2 separate regions of the Sus scrofa genome follow, and region 1 is linked to region 2. Evidence: chromatin contacts called from public HiChIP or PLAC-seq data. All regions are on one chromosome and are shown on one strand. The core of a region is the stretch at or near the end of the contact, and the rest is flanking DNA. Distances in the headings are between cores, read along the strand shown.

Region 1 (3,023 bases), core at 161-2,660, 260 kb after region 2:
TTCTGACATATGCTACATTGTGAATTAACCTTGAAAACATTATGCTAACTATGACAATTGCAAAACATAAACCCGGTATGATTCGACTTACGCAAGGTATCTTGTGTAGTCAGATTCATAGAGACAGAAAGTAACAGGGTAGTTGCCAGGAGGTGGGGAGATGGAAGGAATGGGGAGCTGTTTAACTGGGAACAGAGTTGCAGTCTCACAAGATAAAATATTCTGGAAGATTAGTTTCATAACCATGGAAATGTACTCAGCACTTGTATACTGTTAGTTAAAAAATTAAGATGGTCCATTTTATGTTATGTGTATTATACCTCAATTAAAAATAAATGTTAAGGAGTTCCCACTGTGGCACAGCGAGTTAATGATCTAGCCTGTCTCTGTGTCATTGCCTGTTGGATCCCTAGCGCGGTGCAGTGAGCTAAGGATCCAGCGTTGCTGCAGCTGTGCAGTAGGTCACAGCTGAAGCTCAGACTTGATCCCTGGCCTGAGAACTTCCACATGCAACAGGTGCGGTCAAAAACAGAAAAAAAGTAAAATATAAACAAATCAACATTAAAAATAATAACTGCTAAATGTTCGAGAATTAGATGGTGGCTGTTGCATTACCACCATTTTGTGACTGTACACGTTAGATTTATTAGATATGTGAACTGTGTCTCAATAAAGATGTTCACAAAAGAAAAATAAATAAATCACTACAGATTTTTTTTTTTTTTTTTGGCCACAGCCATGACATGCAGAAGTTCCCGGACCAGGGATTGAACCTGAGCTGCAGCTGCAACCAGTGCCAGAGCTGGGGCAAAAGCCAGATCCTTAACCCTCTGCACTACAGGAGAACTTGCACTACTGATTTTAATGACTGCAACAGCAATATATTTGAAACCCAAAAGTAATGCAAATATGCAAGTCCAAACAATTTTTTTTCAAAGAACAAGCACAGTTCTGCTTTGCCTACGAAAAAGTGGTATCTGGAGTTCCTGCTGTGGCTCAGTGGGTTGAGAACTCAACTAGTATCCATGAGAACGCAGGTTCGATCCCTGGCCTCACTCAGTGGCTTAAGGATCCAGCATTGCCCTGAGATATGGTGTAGGTCACAGATGCAGCTCAGATCCCAAATTGCTGTGGCTGTGGTGTAGGCTGGCAGCTGCAGCTCTGATCTGACCCCTAGCCTAGGAACTTCCATATGCTTTAGGTGAGGCCCTAAAAGGATAAAAAAATGAAAAAGAGGTATCAATGACATCATAGGGAAGTCTCCTTACACCAGAATTCTCATTGTAACCTCCTACTTCCTTCCCTCTGTGCCTCAATACTGATACTGAGTCACACTGAAGCCCTAATGCGCACTGTGACATTACTCAGAGGGCGTGCCTCTGGAAGGTCATTAGGTTTAGATGAGGTCATGAGGGTAGGGCCCCAGGATGAGATTAGTGTCCCCATAAGATGAGGAAGATTGATCCGAGCTCACTTACACCCTACCACATGAGGACACAGCAAGAAGGCAGCTGTCTATAGGCCAGGAAGTCTTCCCTCCCAGGGGAACCAAATCAGCCTGCATCTTTTTTTTTTTTTAATTTATTTATTTATTTTTATTTACTTTTTTTAAATTACTCAAATGAATCTATCACATCCTGTAGTTGTATAATGATCATAACAATCTGATTTCACAGGATTTCCATCCCACAGCCCAAGCACATCCCCCACCCCCCAAACTGTCTCCTCCGGAGACCATAAGTTTTTCAATGTCTGTGAGTCAGCATCTGTTCTGCAAAGAAGTTCATTTTGTCCTTTTTTTTCAGATTCCACATGTCAGTGAAAGCATTTGATGTTGGTGTCTCATTGTATGGCTGACTTCACTTAGCATGATAATTTCTAGGTCCATCCATGTTGCTAAGAATGCCGGTATTTCGTTCTTTTTAATGTCAGCCTGCATCTTAATCTTAGATGTCCCAGTCTCCAGAACCATGAGAAATAAACATTTGTTGTTTAAGCCGCTGAGGCCATAATATTTTGAAACGGAAGCCCAAGCTAACACACCCGCCCAGACCAAAGTCTCCATCTGAGACAGCAGCTCTCAGAGTACGTAACCTCTAAATGGTACTCATATTGCCCTGCAGGGACTGTCTGTGGCTAGAAACACCACGTCAGGATCTCCAGGTAATTTTCTAGCAAGGAGGCCTTGTCTAAGTCATAAACACCTTTGAACAAGTTCAAGGCAATATATTCCGGACTTTAGTCCTCCAATACTTCATCCCTACTCTACTGCCACAAAAGACCCCCAGACCTATTTTGGACATATTCTTGGCTGTACATCAAGCATGATAATGGCATATTAGACTTGTGTCCTATCCAGAATTTAATAGCAGGTTTCGCTCTTAAATATGGGATGCACATTACACACAAGAGGGTTCAAATTCATCAGTGAAGAAATGTTTCTACTAATATTCGTATAATTTTTCTAGTTTCCATTACCGACCGATAAGGAATTTATACCCAACTTTGAGTTCTCCTAGGGCAACCATCACCATGGTTTTTCCATAAGATCTTCCACCCCTCACCAACTAATCCAGCTCTTGCTATTCTGCTTGCCCACCTCATTCTATGTATTCATTAGGTAATGAATACAAATCTCTGTGTCTCCACAAAGAACCACCACTGGAAGAACATAGACTTTCTGAGGATGGAGAGGGGGGTGTAGAACTTACTCAATAGGCAGTAAAAGAAGCAGAAAACAGGGCCAGAAAGTAGTGCTGAGCTTAATCTGACCCTCCTGGAGTCTCAGTTCCAGGAGAATGAGGGGAGGCAGTAAGCCTGGCAGGAGTACAGTGGGAGTGACAGAGAGGTCTAGAGGTTCCTCTCCAACTCGGGCAGCAGTATGATAGGATGAGGGCATTCATGAAGCTTAAGAAGAACAAAAACTACTCAGTCCAAACACAAATCCAAATAGGAAGGTCCCCCAGGAAGTTCAGAATATCAACCTTCATATAAATTTCACCTGCCCATGTTTTAGAAAGTGA
Region 2 (3,325 bases), core at 173-2,672:
GAGTGGTGGTGTGGGAGCAGGCTTGAAAGCTTAGCATCCCTTTCCCTGTATTTTGCCCTATGCATCTCTTCCATCTGGCTGTTCCTAAGTTATATCCTTTTGTAATAAACTGGTAAGCCAGTAAGTAATATTTTTCTGTGAATTCTATGAGTCTATCTAGCAAGCCGATCAAACCCAAGGAGATCATTAGACCCTTTCTCCAATCCATAGCCAATTGATCGGAAGCAATGGTGACAGCCTTGGTTTGCAATTGGCATCTTAAAGTGGTGGTAGTGGAAAGCAATCTTGTAGGACTGAGTCCTTAACCCATGAGATCTGATGCTCTTTCTGGATAGATAGTGTCAAAATTGAATTGAATTGTAGGACACTCATCTGGTATCAGAAAATTTCTTGGTGTGGGAAAAAAAAACCCCACATCAGAATTAGGTGTAGAATCTTACAGGCACGCTCAGCCTTTGAGAAAGTTCTAAGTAAATAGTCAAAAACCCTGCTTTGGAAAAGCTATGAAAACATACTACTACAAGCTTTAGGTGGCCTGTTTCTGATTTCCTATGCTTGTAGAAACTTCCATTACATCCAAAATTGAGAGAGTTGAAAAAATATCGTAATTTAATCACCCCATGAGTATTGACATGTGCCAAGGTTCCTCTTAGCACAAAGTAATTCGATCTTGGTAAAAGTTCCTTAAGTTGAAGTGTGGCAGCTTAACTAACTGCCTTGTGAGGTCTACCAACAATAAGGCGCTGACTCCAGGCAGGTAGGCCTTGCCCAGTTAAGGATGTTGAAGAAGTCTGTCTACTACTACTTGCCTTTTTTTGTTGCTAAGCTATGTCACCGAGCTGGGCTTCGATTCAATACCACTCTATCCCAGCAGGCATATCTATCTTACAGAAAAAGACTATTCCCAACTCATACCATCCTACCTCAACCAATCAGATATGAAGGCAGAAGGCATGATCAAAAAAGAAAAGAAGACAGTTCTAAATAACCCTCTACAGAATCCAACTTTGGGTTTCATATGGCAATCTAAGAAAACAGAGCATTTTGTATGAAAGGACAGCACATGATCGCAAAAGTTCTGCTGAAGCTGTTGAACTTCCGTTAGTTCAACTAATTCCAGAATGACTGTCAAACCTTCTTAGAGTGGTGCCAACATTTCAATACTCACCTGTGTGTGAGGAAAGTCAGACATACATACAGTGTTTGACTTGCTGAAACCTAATCCTTGATAGTCGAAAAATACTCTGTTGGCAAGAAACCAGAATTTTTGAGATTAGATTATAAAGTGGCCATATAATTTATTCGCTAAACCTGACACTTTTAAGAATGAAAGAAAAAAATAATCATGCCAGGGCAACAGGAACAAACAGAGGCTGTCCTAGGCAAACAAGCGAGTATTGTCACCCTAATTATAAACTGCATATTGTGTGAACATACTCAGTATTTCGCAAGTAGAGGAAAAAGGAGTTCTGGAGAGTTTCTCTCTGCATCTACTTTCTCCATTTTCCTTCCTCATTTCCCCAGTTTCCTAACATCCCCTTCAATATCCCCAGCTACTTTCTTTCATTCTTTTCCACTAGAACGTGAGCTGAATTCGACATAAAAAAAACAACTAATTTCACACATACATCAACTTCAGAGGCTAGCTATGCTTAGCAGCAAACAGGTGTGGTTTTGGGGGAGCTCCAGAATGGCTATCAGTATGGCTGCTGTAGAGATACTCCACTTATGTAAAAGCTAAGTCTGTATTTCATCTTTTCCTTTAGAGAAGGAACAGTATGCCCCCCTTTCTGGTGTGTAAAAAAATCAACAATGTTAGAATGTTAATTAGAAATTGAAGTTTGAGAGTTCCCTGGCGGCCTAGTGATTAAGATTTGGTGCTTTTGCTGCTGTGGCCTGAGTTCCATCCCTGATCTGGGAACTGAGATCCCACATCAAGCCACTACATTGTTATGGCCAGAAAAAAAGTTTTATGCAGAGTTGATCATAGATCACTAAAATCCTCTTGATTTTTTTTTTTTTTCTTTTTTGGCTGCAGCTGCATATGGAAGTTCCCGGGCCAGGGATTGAACCCGTACCACAACAGTGACCCAGGCCGCTGCAGTGACAACACCAGATCCTTAACCTGCCATGCCACAAGGGAATTCCATTTTTTAAAACTGAGCTATAAATGATACCTAACATTGTGTATTTTTTTTTTTTTTTGTCTTTTTTTTGCTATTTCTTTGGGCTGCTCCCGCAGCATATGGAGGTTCCCAGGCTAGGGGTCGAATCGCTAACATTGTGTATGTTTAAGGTGCACAACATGTTGATTTGATGCATTTATAGACTGCAGTGTGATATCACTGGGTTGGTAGCAAACACGGCTATCGTGTCCCATAATTATCATGTCTTTTTTTGTGGTGAAAGTACTCTTGATTCTGTCCAAATGGCACTCACATGGCTTTTCATAATCTCCCGCAAGCAAAGAGAGAACAAGGCTGCCTTATTCATAAATCTGTGTATCTGTGCTAAATGCTTTAAAAGGCACACACCCCACAAGTCACAAGACATGAGCATGTCTTCATAAGGTTACAGGCAGAGGTAAACCTATGATGGCCAGCCCAGTGCCCTCTGGGGACCTCAAGAAAATGTCAGCAACTTCACATCTAAAAGAAAGGTCAGAAGGAGGGCAAGATATGGAAGGAAGACAGAATCTCAAACAACTTCTTAAAACTGACTTGTAACGTGGGAAACAGGATGTCCTTCCTTATAAATTGGACAAATACTTGTTCTCAAGTTCCTGGTATGAATGGGGTCTGGGAAGGAAATCATCTTCAAGCAGAGTATCTGCATTTGTCCGGGCACATGGGAATCATTTTCAGATGAAAGAGGGAGTGCTCTTTTGAGAAACACTCTAATGTCTCAATCCTGACTTCAAGAATAGCCAAGAGTAAGCAGAACTTACCATGAGTCAGGGACTGTTCTGAATACTTTTCACACGTTGTCTCAGGAAAAACCTGGGCCTGGTGGTGTTGTACTGGTCTGAATCTGAGTCCTGGTTCTGTCACTCTAGAGCCATATGGTTCATAGGAAGAAGGTTCTTGGACCCCGGTATGAAGTTTTTTCAAATGTAAAATACTCTTAGGGTTATAGAAATAGATGACCTCAGGTATGGACAAGCACCAGCAGGGTGCTGGCACGTAATGCTCCTCCTGTGTCGGTTACCCCGTGAGCCTTCAGACGACCCAAATTAGTGCTAGGAGAACACTGTCTGAAGGCCAGTGAGTAATTAGCTGTTCTGCTATCACATGCTATGGGACAGTCACGTGACTGCCCAGTAACT

What was found. HiChIP or PLAC-seq counts read pairs in DNA pulled down with a chosen protein or histone mark.
Region 1: a contact with region 2 is called in an H3K27ac HiChIP or PLAC-seq map of alveolar macrophages. The contact joins two enhancer-like sites. A contact is called at or near these places in 1 of 47 Hi-C or Micro-C datasets (embryonic fibroblasts) and 1 of 2 datasets of contacts at active chromatin or transcription factors (alveolar macrophages).

What each region holds. Positions count from the first base shown.
Region 1 is chr1:252,836,836-252,839,858 of Sscrofa11.1, forward strand. All of the region lies in intron 14 of SUSD1 (sushi domain-containing protein 1), which reads right to left. Among named protein-coding and RNA genes, the nearest start is that of SUSD1, 120 kb to the right of the region's middle. Within about 2 kb of position 1,411, at least 11 of the 83 cell types and tissues checked have an H3K27ac peak or open chromatin away from gene starts, as enhancers often do. A contact at or near this core is called in alveolar macrophages, where this site is marked.
Region 2 is chr1:252,579,664-252,582,988 of Sscrofa11.1, forward strand. No RefSeq gene overlaps it. Among named protein-coding and RNA genes, the nearest start is that of C1H9orf84, 26 kb to the left of the region's middle. Within about 2 kb of position 1,423, at least 1 of the 83 cell types and tissues checked has an H3K27ac peak or open chromatin away from gene starts, as enhancers often do. A contact at or near this core is called in alveolar macrophages, where this site is marked.